Regions from separate parts of the Sus scrofa genome. Here region 1 is linked to region 2. The links are chromatin contacts, called in public Hi-C maps. All regions are on one chromosome and are shown on one strand. Each heading gives the region's core, a stretch centred on a gene start, on an enhancer-like site or on the middle of the called end of the contact. The rest is flanking DNA. Distances are from core to core; before and after follow the strand shown.

Region 1 (7,002 bases), core at 2,627-5,126, 380 kb before region 2:
CCCAAGTACACAGTGTTATGCCACCTTACAGAATGCCAGCAAACATTTAAGGACACAAAACAGGACTGAAGAAAAATTTAGAATGAAAAATCCGGGTATAGGATTATTTAAAAATAACCGAAAAGATCTATAAATTGTAAGAATTCTAGAAGAAACTACTTAAAATATTAAAAGTGACTGGCTAGCTTTAAAATATTGAGATCACAGACTTTGGGTTTTTTTCTAAATTTTATGAACAAGCAAATATGGCTTATATTCTCAAACTAGACACTTGCAATGTACATGCACAGACACTAGCAAACACATGTTCACATACAAAACTGTCTGTCATTACTGTTTGTGATGTAAAAAAAATTTTTTTAGGCTGCACTCAAAGCACGTGTAAGTTCCCAGACCAGGAGCTGAGCTACACCACAGCAGCAACCCAAGCCACTGCTGTGACAATGCCGGGTCCTTAACCCACTGTGCCACAAGGGAACTCTGAGATTTAATTTTTTATTTTGACATAATTTCACACTTAATTGAAATTTTTAAGAATAGGGTAAGAAACTCTTAAATGCCCTTCATGAATAAGCACACACACATAAACATATACATACATATACCTACTCAAATATACACACGAGACACATGTGTATACATCTATGCACATATATCATTTTCCTGAACTATTTGAAATAATTTCAACTCATTCTGATTGCTAATACCGCAGTGTGTGTTTTTTGGGGGTGATCACACCCAAGGCATGTGGAAACTTCCAGGCCAGGGATCTAACCGGAGCCACAGCAGTGACAATGCTGGATCTGTAACCTGCTGCGCTGCCAGGGGCCTCCTGCCGTGTGTATCTCCGAACAAGAACATCCTCCTTCATAACCAGAAAACAGTTATTATCAAACCTGGCACTGGATACTGCCGTGATGACTGCGTCTCGTCTGCGGTCTGTATTTAAATGTTCCTGATTGTCCCAGCGATGTCTTTTTTAATACCTTTTTCCTGCTCCAGGGCCCAGTGGTTGTTCCTCTTTGCTTCTTCTTGCACCTGGGGCAGCAATTCACAGAGGCAGCTTTTACGTAAGCATCGCAGCACCCGTGGGTTTGTTTCTACAAGCTTTTCCTCCTCTAAGTAAAGGCATGAATGCATATCACTTAGAACAGTGAAGTGTTCAATCGTACTCACAAGCGTTATAATGATTCTACTTCAGGGCGCTCCTAGGAAGGACCCGAGGAGATGATACCCATAGCCCAATGAAGTTGCCTTTCATTTAAACGTTTTTGGAATTTTTTATATATTAGTACAGGTTTATTTATTTTTTCTTTTTTTATGACTTAATGAATTTTATTACATTTATAAGTGTACAACAATCATCACAACCAAATTTTACAGCAAGAATTCTTCTTAGAAAACCTCTCTTAGGAGTTCCCGTCCTGGCTCGCTGGTAATGAACCCAACTCGTATCCATGAGGATGTAGGTTTGACCCCTGGCCTCGTTCAGTGGGTTAAGAATCTGGTGTTGCCATGAGCTGTGGTGTAGGTTGCAGACACGGATTGGATCTGGCCTTGCTGTGGCTGTGGTGTAGGCTGGCAGGTACAGCTCCAATTCAACCCCTAGCCTGGGAACTTCCATATGCCAAGGGTGTGGCCCTAAAAAGACAAAGAAAAAGAAAACCTATGTTGCAGTCATCTTATTAGCTACACAACATGACCAGGTATCATCCCCTGTAAAACTCAGAGCCATTGTCTTCAACTATAATCACAAACCTTGGCTCAGTGCCTTTTGATATTCCCAGAAATCACACCCATCCTTAACAACCAAAATAATTTTAAGATGTAATCTCCTTCAAAAACAAAAATCATTCATCCTGGTTAGATTTCCAGAAGAAGAGAAAATCAACCCCTGAATCAGAAAGGTACATAAGCTAGGAAACAATTCCCAAGGCCACACCCTTAATTCTGTGCTATGATCCCTGCAGCTGTATTTTTACCAGTGACATAAGACTCTCTATAGAACAGATTGTGAGAGGTGTGACAACCAGACTCTGACACTTTAGGACGGTAAAAAAAAAAATCCCAGAAAACAGTTCTAGTAATTCCAAGTAATACTCAAAGTGATAAATTTAATTTGCTAATACTTCCCCATAATTTCTAAATTAGTCTTTGTCTTTTTTCACTTTTAGAGATTATTTTCCTTTCTTTGTCCTTCTTTGTCTTTATCTTCTTACTTATTGCTAATTAACTTTCTATTTCACGTAGTGAATGATGCTTTGTCAATTCAAATGCTTTGGAGTAAAATACTATATAAATAAATTATAAAGCTAATTACTACGAGAGAGAACTTTTTTGGCACCTTGCTCAAGGAATGCATTTGAGATTAATTTGAATTTCTACATCTGTAACGTGTATTCTTGGCCCATTGCAAGCGTGGTCCTGGGGGAATCTTCCGAAACACCCTGTCTAGTAGCTGTTCTGTTATAGCCAGGCATTGTTAAATATCTAGGCACATCTACAGCCTGCTATACAAATAAATTGTATGATGATGGAGCAACACCCTTCTCCAGTTTTACCAGGAAATACCTACTCCTATATTTTTGATTCTCTCTGTAGGTTAGAAATCTACTAATTTTCCAGACACAGAAAAAATAATTTAAACCATATGTTCAACAAATGTTTTCCGGGCTCATAATCCCTGACTTGAGACTGTGTTTTATTGTTACTGAAAAATGTCCAGGGCCCATGACAGGTGATGCCAAAATATTTGAGAAATATGACGGGTGCAGGGCAAATGTAAGAAAGGGTCCAAGAAGTGGAGAAACGAAGATGCTGGCCGTGGCAGACCTGCAGATGATCGCCCCTCCTACAGGACAGGTCAGTGGTTCTGGAAGTCATTGCAAAGCGTTAACAGCCCTTGGCCTGTTCTGTAAATCCACTTCTATACCTGGCTCTGGCCATTCACGATTCGTTATTTCTTTCAGTGATTAGTTCCATTCTTTCTAGATTCAATCGGTCTCATTTCTGGTGTTCCCTCTTCTTCATACGCATCCACTACTCTGCTCAGAGTCCAGCCAGCAGACAGCAATGCTTACCCTGGAAGGGAGACAGAGCGACAGAGCGGGATCCTCTGTGCCCCTCCCTTCCTCCTCCTCCCTCCCCTTCTGTTGTGGACACATCATGCACATGTCACAGGCTTCTTTGAGATGTATGATTATTATATTTCAAGCAAGAACAATTCAAATGGTCCTGAGAGTTTTCTCCAGCAATGTTCAGCCACATAGGATACAAATATGGGGTTCCACTTGCGGCTCAGTGGGTTAAGAGTCCAACCAGAATCCATGAGGATGAGGGTTTGGTCCCTGGCCTCGCTCGGTGGGTTAAGGGTCTGACTGAGCCTCAAGTCTCGGTGTAGGTTGCAGATGCGGCTCAGATGCCATGCTGCAGTGGCTGTGGTGTAGGCCTGCAGCTCAGGCTTCCATATGCTGCATGTGCAGCCATTATAAAAAATATACATAAATATATATGTGTATATATATAATTAAGCAGGCTCTGGATTGGCAGGAAAATATGATCCTCAGAGGAATGCATGAGAAAGTTGAAGATATTTTTAAGGAAATGGTCCGTGTCCGAACTGTGAGGTCTCCAAGGAGCCAGAAGAGACTTGCAGAGGCGACGATGCCAAGGAGTGAAGGATGGGGTTTGGGATGGAAATGCTATAAAACTGGGTTGTGATGAGCGTGGTACACCTATAAATGTCAATAAAATTCACTGGGGGGATGGGGTGGGGAGATAAAGGACTTCTACCTGCAAACCCACATTCCAGCATTACCAGACTTTGAAAGCTTAGAGTGTTTTCAACACTCTGGTAATCCTTATTGAAATGCAAATGCGCCTGAAAGACTAAACACTTTAGGTCATTACATTAGCACAAAGGGGTGGCCTATCAGGGCAGAATATAATGGAGCTGCTCACGTAGACACACACACGACACACCACATACGCCACAGACACACACATACCACATGTATACATGCACACGCCATACCCACCCCCCACACACAGATACCCACCACACACATGCGCACATCACACAGACACCAAAACACACCACAGACACACACCACACATCACACACACCCCATACACAGTAAACACAGTAAAAATTTTTTTTTTAAATCGAAGTAAGTTTTTATTTTTATTTTTTAAGTTTAAACATTTCACAGTGTTGTATTAATTTCTGCTGTACAGCGAAGTGGTGCAGTTATACACACACACACACACACACACACGTACCACACAAACATGCACACCCATATACACACCACGCACACAAATCTGTAAATGACAAAGAGGACAGCGAGCTATATTCGACATCCTGTGATAACTGATAATGGAGAGGAAGATGGAAAAATTGTGTGTGTGTGTGTGTGTGTGTGTGTAACTGCACCACTTTGCTGTACGGCAGAAATTAACACAACACTGTGAATTGTTTAAACTTAAAAAATAAAAATAAAAACTTACTTCGATTTAAAAAATAAAATTAAAAAACTAAATTCATCCATAGTCTCAATTTGGAGTTCCCATCATGGCTCAGTGGGTTAAGGATCCGGCATTTTTTGCCACAGGTGGCAGAGGAGGTCATGGATGTTCTGGCTGTGGCATAAGCCCTGGCTGAAGCTCCAATTAGATCTGTAGCCTGGAAATTCCATATGCCACAGGTGTGACTGTAAAAAGCCAAAAAAAAAAGATACAGTTTGGTTGGTCCGCAAGATGGAAAGCATGCAAAAGGGTTAGAACAGTAGAGCAGGGACAGTGACCCAGGACAGAAGAAACACCAGCGATGTTTCAGAAGTGTTGGCAAATCTATACAGAATGGAAATTATTAAAAAATATTTTCATGGGGGCATTTCACTGACGAAACACACAGGCGACACCAACGACCTGATATTAACGAGGGGAGGGTGGCAGTCCTCGCGCCCCCGTGGGAATAATAACACGATGCAAAGGTGCACGTAATTCTAGCCCCAAGATTCAAGCGACAGGGGCTGAAATTTTTTTCTAGCAAAAGATATTTACATGCCTAAGTCTCACAAAACATAAAAGGAGAGGGCTTAATTTTTTCACACGGGGAAAGGCTTCAATCACTGTGGCATCGTAACGACGGCCGAGATGGTGTTAAAGCTGAGCCACACCCTCTGGCGATGCCCTTTCTGGGGGCTCGGGCCTGTCACAGCCCCTCTCCCGCCCCATGCGGGGGGGCCTGTGATCTGCAGGATCTGCAGGGACCTGCTTCACTGTAGCTGAGCATCCAGGTCCTCTCACGACAAGAGCCGTGTAGTTTTCTCCGTGATGTACGCTTTTGCGTTGGTGACTTTACTCTTAGGGCGGGCTCTGCTGGGGTGAGGAGAGGTGGAAGACACTTGATGCGGGCTTTGGGAGCATGCTTGTCTGTGCAATTTTCAAAACACTGGGTCTGCATGTGAAAGCATGATTTCATATGTACAGGGGAACATGGATGGGATGCAGTTACACAGGGGACTTCAGAGCCTGGACAAAACTTTCCTGTGTCTACAAGAACTGATGGCTGGATTTTTCACATGGACTGATTCGGAACCAGACAAAAGTGGGCTGTTGGTCCGTACACTAAACCCTGGGCCCAGGGCTCTCACGGTGATGGCGTGGTGGGTGCAGTTGTCACTCTGGAGTCAAGAGAGCACCCTGTCATCACCTGTTGTCCCCATGCACTGTGGTTTCAAATAGCATGACCGACAGAACCTGAGGCCCGATTCTCACCTGTTTGAGGTGAGTGAAAAGACTAAAGGGACGCGACAAGTATGGAAGGTTAGAGAGGCTTTGGTTCCCACTGTTCAGAGGAGTGATGTGCTCAACCCCCCCTAGAAGCAGAGTTTCAGCCACACCTGCTCATGTGTGTAGGGTGGGGTGCACGGGTGATAAATGTATCTGAGTGCCCTGGACAACTTTTTTTCTGAGGCTCCCTGGTTATTGGTGGCTGGATTTAGAGAAAAACTCCTTAACGCTTCCTGGCTCTCTTCATAGGAGAGAAAACTGGAACGTTTAATATATTCATTTTATATGCATTTATAAAAATTCACAATAAATTTATTTTCATAAAAACAGAAGTATAAATATAATAAATAATATTTCAGATGACATGGTGCCACTAGCCCCATGTTTTTGTTTTGTTTTTCGTTTTTTTTCATTTTATGGCCACACTCACTGCAGATGGAAGTTTCTGGGCTAGTGGTCAAATCCGAGCTGCAGCTGCAGCCTATACCACAGCCATGGAAATGCCAGACCCTTAACCCAATGCACCAGGCCAGGGTTTGAACCCACATCCTTTCAGAGACAACATGGGATCCTTAACTCCCTGAGCCACAGCAGGAATTCCTAACCACATGTTGTTAATGAGCTCTTAAGATGTGGGTAGTGATACATGTTGTGAAAATATTTTCGATATACTGGATGATACAAAGTTTCTAATTAAAATTCACTTGTTCATTTGTTGATCATTTTTAATGTGACTACTCAGATTACCTGTGTCACATATATTTCTCGTGGACAGCTCTGCTCTATGTGATTTCATAAAGCTTACATAGTGAGGATGTTACACCAAAACCAGGGATGGAAAAATGTGGGCCTCAGTCACAGTCACAGAAAATCTATCATCACATGACTGGCCGGCGCACATCAATAGATCACTGGGGCTCGTCAACTCACTCATCAATCCGGGACCTCACCGGATGCTTCCTGTACAGCCTTGAAATAAATTACTCCAAGCAGGTCTAATGATTGATTCCCAGCTATTCTGAGTCCTTTCTACTTAATTCTGTCCCTCTCCCTGCCTCTGCCGGGAGCTCTCATGGTGACAAGGTTTGCAGGGTGGCCGTCAGCCTGTCCTTTGCACTGGATTTTCCTGCCACCACCAGGGAACACAGCAGGACAGTGGATGCTATCTGAATCCCAACTCAAAGAACTCTCTGGAAAATGCCTTCA
Region 2 (7,121 bases), core at 4,530-7,029:
AGAATGGCTAAAATCCAAAACCCTGACAACATCAAATGCTGATAAGATTGTGGAGCAACAGAAACTCCCAGTCACTGCTGGTGGGAATGCAAACTAGCAGCCACTTTGGAAGATAGTTTGACAATTTCTTCCCAAATTAAACATATTCTTACTGCATGATCTAGCAATCATGATCCTTGGCATTTACCCCAGAGAGTCAAAAATATATGTCCACGCAAACTCCCTGCCACGCCTGAATGTTTATAGGAGTTTTATTCATCAGTGCCAAAGCAACCAAGATGTCCTTGTGTAGGTGAATGGATAAAAATACTGTGGTCCATCCATCCCATGGAATACTCTTCACCGCGAAAAAGGAATAAGCCAACAAGCCATGAAAAGACACGGAGGAACTTCACATGCATATCACTAAGCGAAAGAGGCCAGTCTGAAAAGGTTACATAGTGTATGTTTCCCATTAAAGACATTCTGGGAAAAAACAAACAATGGAGACAATTAAAAAAAACAATGATTGTCAGGGGTTGGAGGGAGGAAGAAGAGAAGATTTTAGGGGGAAGGGGCCACAAAGTATATATTCAGGGCAGTGAAACTATTCTGTGTGACACTATATTGATGGATACACATCATTATTCATTTGTACCTGAAGCATGCACAACACTGAGAACGAAAATTTATGTCAACTATGGACTTTGGGTGATTATGATGTGTCCATAGAGCTTTATCACTTTTAACACATGTACCATCTGGTGGGGGCTGTCCTTCAAGAGGAAGCTGTGTGCGAGGTGGGGGATGAGGATATAGGGGAATTCTTTATACTTTCCACTCACTTTTGCTATGACCCTAAAACTAATCTCAAAAAATAGTCTATTTTTTAAAAATGAATACATAGTTCCTGTGATTTTAAAAAAAGATATTAATTTCCAAAGCAGTTTGTGTAATTCTTTTGTTATCATTAAATAAAATTCAAGGGTGCGTGATGAGACCCACCAGTAAAAGATGCTGGACCCAGAATGTTGAGTCTAAGGCAGGATATTTTGTGTTTTAGCTCCCAGTACCTACACCAGAGTTTTTCAGTCTTCAGTAGTGCGTCCTTCAGAGGTGAGTTCAGTGGGTTTTAGCCAATATTGTTTAAAGAAATGGAATGGAAAATAGCCTGAATTGTGCTTCATGAGAAGAGATATTGACCTGCGTGTCTTTCTGGAAGGTGCGCACAACGCAAAATTTTGTTTTATAAGTTTCAGAGTCCCCCGTCCTCTGTCATTAGGACCCTACTGCTCCTGCTTTAAGGAAACATAGTCTCCCACTGAGTGATTCAGAGGACAAGTGAGTGGAAAATTCAAGATGATTTTAGTGTCTCACGTGTGGTGGGCTGAGCAAGGATGGACAGTCCTGGGCAGCCTGTGTGCTGGGGGGAGGGGCATTGCACCTGAGGTCTGAATGCCTTGAAAGGGCTCCACATGCAAAGAACATGAGAAAGGAAAGTTCCAGCTGTGTAGAATAAATGCAAAGGTGCTAGAGCATCCTGAGAAGAATGGGGTGAGCCGAGCTACAGAGAGTGAGGCAGGCGTCGGAGCATGTGGAATTCTTTGGGACAAAAATATTCACCTTAGGAAGACCTCAGTGTTTAGGTGGATGTGGCGGCGGGGTGGGGTGGGGGGTTGGGTAATGGGTGGGTAATGATTCTGAGATGGTGCCCACAGGCTATTTTAGTGAACATGTAAGTTGTGATAAGTTTCACCAAGTTGTAACTATATGAAGAGTGGCAGTAAAAAGTAATGGTGTGTGTGTGTGTGTGTGTGTGTGTGTGCGTGTGTGTGTGTGTGTGTATGCGTGCACGCGCATATGTCTGAAAAATAGAGTGAGTTCACCTTATATCCATTCAACCTATAGTTCTATTTATACCGTGTCTGAGGGACATGCAAGGGGGATGTCCCCTAGACAGAAGATATTCAGATCCAAGCTCAAGACTCAGGTCTGATGGAGCTGAATGAAGAGGAGCAAAGGACACATCTTGGGAGAGCAGGTTCGAGGAGAAGAAAAGGCAAGAGTGGTCCTGCAGAGCATCCTTCTAGCGATGGAGAGATGGAGACAGGCATGGAGTCAGAATACTTCTAAAAATGGCATGTTCCATTCAGTGAGCTGGTTGTTCACATACTGGTATTTTTAGGGTATTGTTTACTTAGCAAAATGTTTCTTCTTCAAAGGAAAAAGACACATTTCATATTTGCTCTCACTGTGTTTTGATAATTTTAAGAGATTTTGTAGAATATCTTACCCTCTTATATAACAGTCCTTATAAATATTTTTTGTAAAGATGAATTGTAAAGAGACAATAGCATGAAAATAGTCCTCTGTGGCTCTCATAATCAAAAATAAATCTTAAGGGAGTTCCCTGGTGGTCTAGTGGCTAGGAACTCAATCCTTTCACCACCGCGGCCCATATTCTATCCCTGATCTGGGAACTGAGATCTCACATCAGGCTGCTGGACTTGGCAGCCAGGAAAAAAAAAGAAAAAAGAAAAAGAAATAAACAGATCTTACAACTGAACATTAATTATATATCCAATAATGTTTACTGTTAGTAAGAAAACTCCATATCTTGCTTGTAAACAGATATTATACAGGAAGATGAGGTGAATATTGGCTATAAAAAAGATGACCGTAGGGTCTAATCCTGATGTACATTCAGTGGTTTAAAAAATAGCAGATCAATTTCCATTTTTACCAAGTTAGACTTTCAAGAATTGTATCATTACAGAAAGCCACATTTTCGACCTGTTAGCCTAAAATTCTTTTTAATAGTTGGTTACTACTGCTTTTCATGAGCAAGGACTCTTCCTGCAGGAAACGTGCGGGTCTCAAACATGTTCCCATGTCTTTTGTAAACACATTACCCTTATTTAAAATGTTTTTCCTTAGGAAGAAAAAAAGGTATAGAGATGAGTTAATTTTCTTTTCCTTTCCTCCTTCCTTGTCCCTACTAAGTTAGCTAAGATGAAATATGTGGGGTGGATCCATGCTACAAAAGGGCAATCTAGTTGGTCCCTTGTGCGAGCTGTCTTCCCTTGCCTGAGGCACAGAGGGAGAAATGGGCTCTTCCCCATTCCCCGGGACCCCAGGAACAACCACGTTCCCCCTCCAGTCTCTGCTGTGTTTATGGAAAGCCTCAAGCCCCTAGGCTTACCCGCACACCACTCTCATTTCCAGTCCTCTCCAAGGAATAAACAACCCCCTCCTAGCTGCTTTCTCTTCCCCAACAAACAGCTATCTTGCTTTGAACAGAAATCACACTTCGCATTTGAAAGAGTACATTTACCTTATATTTCCTCTAAGAAGATCCTAGCCCTGGGAGAGCACATCCTATTATTTTCCTGCCCTACTCTTCTCACCGCAATTCTCATTCTAAAGTTCAATCTAAGGGGAAAAAAATAAAGTTGGAAAAAAATAAAGTTGAAAAAAAAATAGTCGCTTTAAGAAGAATACGGATGTGGCTTAGTATGTAGTCCAAAGAACAGACTTTAGGACTCAGCAACAAAGGTCAAGAGAAAAGGGAAAATAAAGGATCTGGGTTTGGTTTTGTTTTTTGTAAAATATTAAATAAGTAAAATTAAACCTGATTTTTGATACAGAGTGAAGAAGGCACATAAATATTGAATTTGCCAGGGATTTTCAAACGTATTCTCTCTCAGAATGTACAATGCTAGGGGCCCTCCTAGTATGCATGAAAATACTGCAACTGAGCTGAACTGTTTCGAGCCCTCTAGCTAGAGTGTGCATTGTCTTCTGCTGCAGGAAGAGAGGTGCAGAGTCCCACACAGCTCCCCCCACCTCCTGTGATTTCCCAAGAACTGGAAGAGCTGGGAAACGTGAGAGGTGAGAGGAAAACAAGATTCAGGGCTGGCCTGGTGGGAGTGAAGATGAATTTGCACACGCTGGGCGTTACACATCTCCAGACTTCAGGTTACCCCATAAGCATGACTATAAATTCTTTCTGTTCCCTTGGCCCTTAAAAAACAAATTGCCAGCATTATTGGCCAGAATACGGCACGCATTTGACGTCCTCTTTTTCTTTAGGTTGGACAGAAGTGGGGGAGGGTATGGCGATCGTGACAATTAAAAAAAAAAAAGAAGATCTGTGAAAACATGGTACCGTTTTATGTTACTGAAGACGTCGAAGACGTCAGAAGCACTGCAATGCTTAGGTAATGGTTGTTTTTTGTTTTGTTTTGTTTTTTCCCAGAGAAGGCACCTGACAGAAAGCAGGCTGGCGTGATTTTACTAGTCCTAAGCAGCTGACTTTTCTTGTGAAGTCCTCTGGGCAGTATCTTAGGAACCACTCAAAGTGCCAGCTCCCCAACGCTGGAGGGTGTGAAGATGAGGATGAGGACAGAAAAGGCCTAGGAAGCCGCGGGTTCTGTTAATTGCCTCCAGAATATCCATTGATGGCTAACAGCGACCAAAATACACACAAAGAAAAACAGATCTGGAAGTAGCAGAGCGAGACCCATGGGGCACGGGTTTTCCATCAGCTCGGGTGCGCACCGTGTCCATGTTCTTAGAGCAGTCGGTCCCACCTTTGTCGGAGGGAAATATTTCGACTCCAGACTTGGGGTGCTCCTTGTTTTCTTTTTGGCCCAAGTTGTTCTGCTACAATAGCGAGTGACCCAGAAGGCAGGCTAGCTCCTCGCTAGATTTCAGGACCAGGCTGCTCTGGAGGACGCTGGTGACCGCGACAGGGGGAGGGGACAAAGAGGAAGAGGAGGCCCGGGAAGGAGTGGGGGAGCTGGAGGGAGGAGACGGGAAGGGACGGGGGCGGGGGGGGGGAGTGACGCAGGGGCGGGGCTGTGTGGAACCTCTCAGGTCCAGGACCCGGTTTAGAACCAGCCTGGGTGGTTAGATTGAAGACGAGGACCTGGCCCCAGCCGAACCCCAAAGACCGTTACTCCGGCCTCCGACAGGGGCGGGGCCCGCGGGCACAGGGCGCAGCCAAACCCACGCCGCGGCGTCTCCAAACACCGTGGAGGAGGGAAAACAGACGGAGAAAAAGGACAAAACAGAATATGCGAACGGGGAAGGGGGAAATACAGCCTCTCGAGCTTTGAAAGCATATCTTTGCCTTAGAGAAAAGGAGAAAGGGAAGAGGAGGAAAGAGTCCACGTGCCCCAGGAAGGTTGTTGTGTTAAAGCGCCACCTTCCGTCCGCCCGGCTCCCGGAGCCGACTCCGGAGATGCGCGGCGCGGGGGAGCGGCTGAGCCCCCGGGGGCGCTCCGGGGAGCAGCTGCGCCCAGGCGGGCGGGCCGGGCTGCACCCGCCCTCTTAGCCCGTGCGCGTGCCCGAGCGTGCGCGCGCGGGAAGTGTGCGCGCCTCATCTGCTCTCACCGACGGGCCTCACGGGCACCCGGCACAAAGGGGCGCTGGGCCTCTCCCGGGACCTGGTTCTGGGCTGGCTCCGGCGCCAGGACCAGCCCGGCTGGCCCCGCGCGCGCCAGCTCAGCGCGCCGCGGGCCGGTGCGCGGCTCCCGAGCATCCCGAGGAGAGGCGCATCTGTGCACACAAGCGGATTTTTTAAAAATAACATATTTCTAGACATGCCTCCTCCTTCTCCCCCACCCCCCATCTTTGCAAAGCAGCCCCGAGGGCGGGGGAAGGGGGAGGGGCCGGGGAGTTAATAAAGGGAGATGGGCGGAGCCGGCCCCCAGCCATTGGCTGGGCCGGGGAGTGATGTCACCCATATGACACCCTGATAACTAGTTGGGAGAGAGCCCTCAACTTTTTGCAGAAGGAGCGCGCGCGCCTGGGAGTGCTCGGGGTTCGGCGCTCGCGGCGGGAGCCACGAGCCGGAGAGAGGGGTCCCGGGCTGCTTCGACCGCCACCGCCGCCGCCGCCACCGCCGCCGCCGCCGCCGCCGCCGCCGCCGCCGCCTCTCCGGTCGGGGCTGCAGCTCCCCGCGCGCGGGCGGCCGTCGCCGCCGAAGCCGCCGTAGCCGCTGTGTGCAGCCTGGAAGGGGGGGCGGGGGGGAGGGGGGGAGCCGCAGACGCGGGGTGCCGAGGACTTTGCAACTTGCCCGGGAAGGTGGAGGGGCGAGAGGGGGAGGGGGAGTTCCGCACGAGACCGAGCGGCCCGGGTTGGAGCGCCCAGCCCCAAAGCGGATCATGGTGCAGCAGGCCGAGAGCTTGGAAGCGGAGAGCAACCTGCCCCGGGAGGCGCTGGACACGGAGGAGGGTGAATTCATGGCTTGCAGCCCGGTGGCCCTGGACGAGAGCGACCCGGACTGGTGCAAGACGGCGTCGGGCCATATCAAGAGGCCGATGAACGCGTTCATGGTGTGGTCCAAGATCGAGCGCAGGAAGATCATGGAACAGTCTCCGGACATGCATAACGCTGAGATCTCCAAGAGGCTGGGCAAGCGGTGGAAAATGCTGAAGGACAGCGAGAAGATCCCGTTCATCCGGGAGGCGGAGCGGCTGCGGCTCAAGCACATGGCCGACTACCCCGACTACAAGTACCGGCCCCGGAAAAAGCCCAAAATGGACCCCTCGGCCAAGCCCAGCGCCAGCCAGAGCCCCGAGAAGAACGCGGCGGGCGGCGGCAGCGGGGGCGCGGGCGGCGGCGCGGGCGGCGCCAAGACCTCCAAGGGCTCGAGCAAGAAATGCGGCAAGCTCAAGGCCCCCGCGGCCCCCGCGGCCGGCGGCGCCAAGGCGGGCGCGGGCAAGGCGGCCCAGCCGGGGGACTACGGCGGCGCGGGCGACGACTACGTGCTCGGCAGCTTGCGCGTGAGCGGGGCGGGCGGCGGCGGCGCGGGCAAGACGGTCAAGTGCGTGTTCCTGGATGAGGACGACGAGGACGACGAGGACGAGGACGAGCTGCAGCTGCGGATCAAGCAGGAGGCGGACGAGGAGGACGAGGAGCCGCCGCACCCGCAGCTCCTGCAGCCTCCCGGGCAGCAGCCGCCGCAGCTGCTGAGACGCTACAACGTCGCCAAAGTGCCCGCCAGCCCCACGCTGAGCAGCTCGGCCGAGTCCCCCGAGGGCGCGAGCCTCTACGACGAGGTGCGGGCCGGCGCGACCTCAGGCGCCGGGGGCGGCAGCCGCCTCTACTACAGCTTCAAGAACATCACCAAGCAG

Evidence for each region. A called contact is a pair of places that touch in the nucleus more often than the background predicts.
Region 1: a Hi-C map of epiblast stem cells shows a contact between it and region 2, with 2.1 times the contacts expected there. The contact joins the enhancer-like site here to the promoter of SOX11 in region 2. A contact is called at or near these places in 8 of 47 Hi-C or Micro-C datasets (brain, embryonic fibroblasts, epiblast stem cells and 4 more) and 1 of 2 datasets of contacts at active chromatin or transcription factors (skeletal muscle).

The regions. Positions count from the first base shown.
Region 1 is chr3:130,175,850-130,182,851 of Sscrofa11.1, reverse strand. No RefSeq gene overlaps it. Among named protein-coding and RNA genes, the nearest start is that of SOX11, 380 kb to the right of the region's middle. Within about 2 kb of position 3,876, at least 2 of the 83 cell types and tissues checked have an H3K27ac peak or open chromatin away from gene starts, as enhancers often do. A contact at or near this core is called in epiblast stem cells, where this site is marked.
Region 2 is chr3:129,799,226-129,806,346 of Sscrofa11.1, reverse strand. It overlaps SOX11 (transcription factor SOX-11), which reads left to right and starts at 5,779. Exons shown (of 1, transcript XM_003354937.4): 1 at 5,779-7,121. The coding sequence starts at 6,150.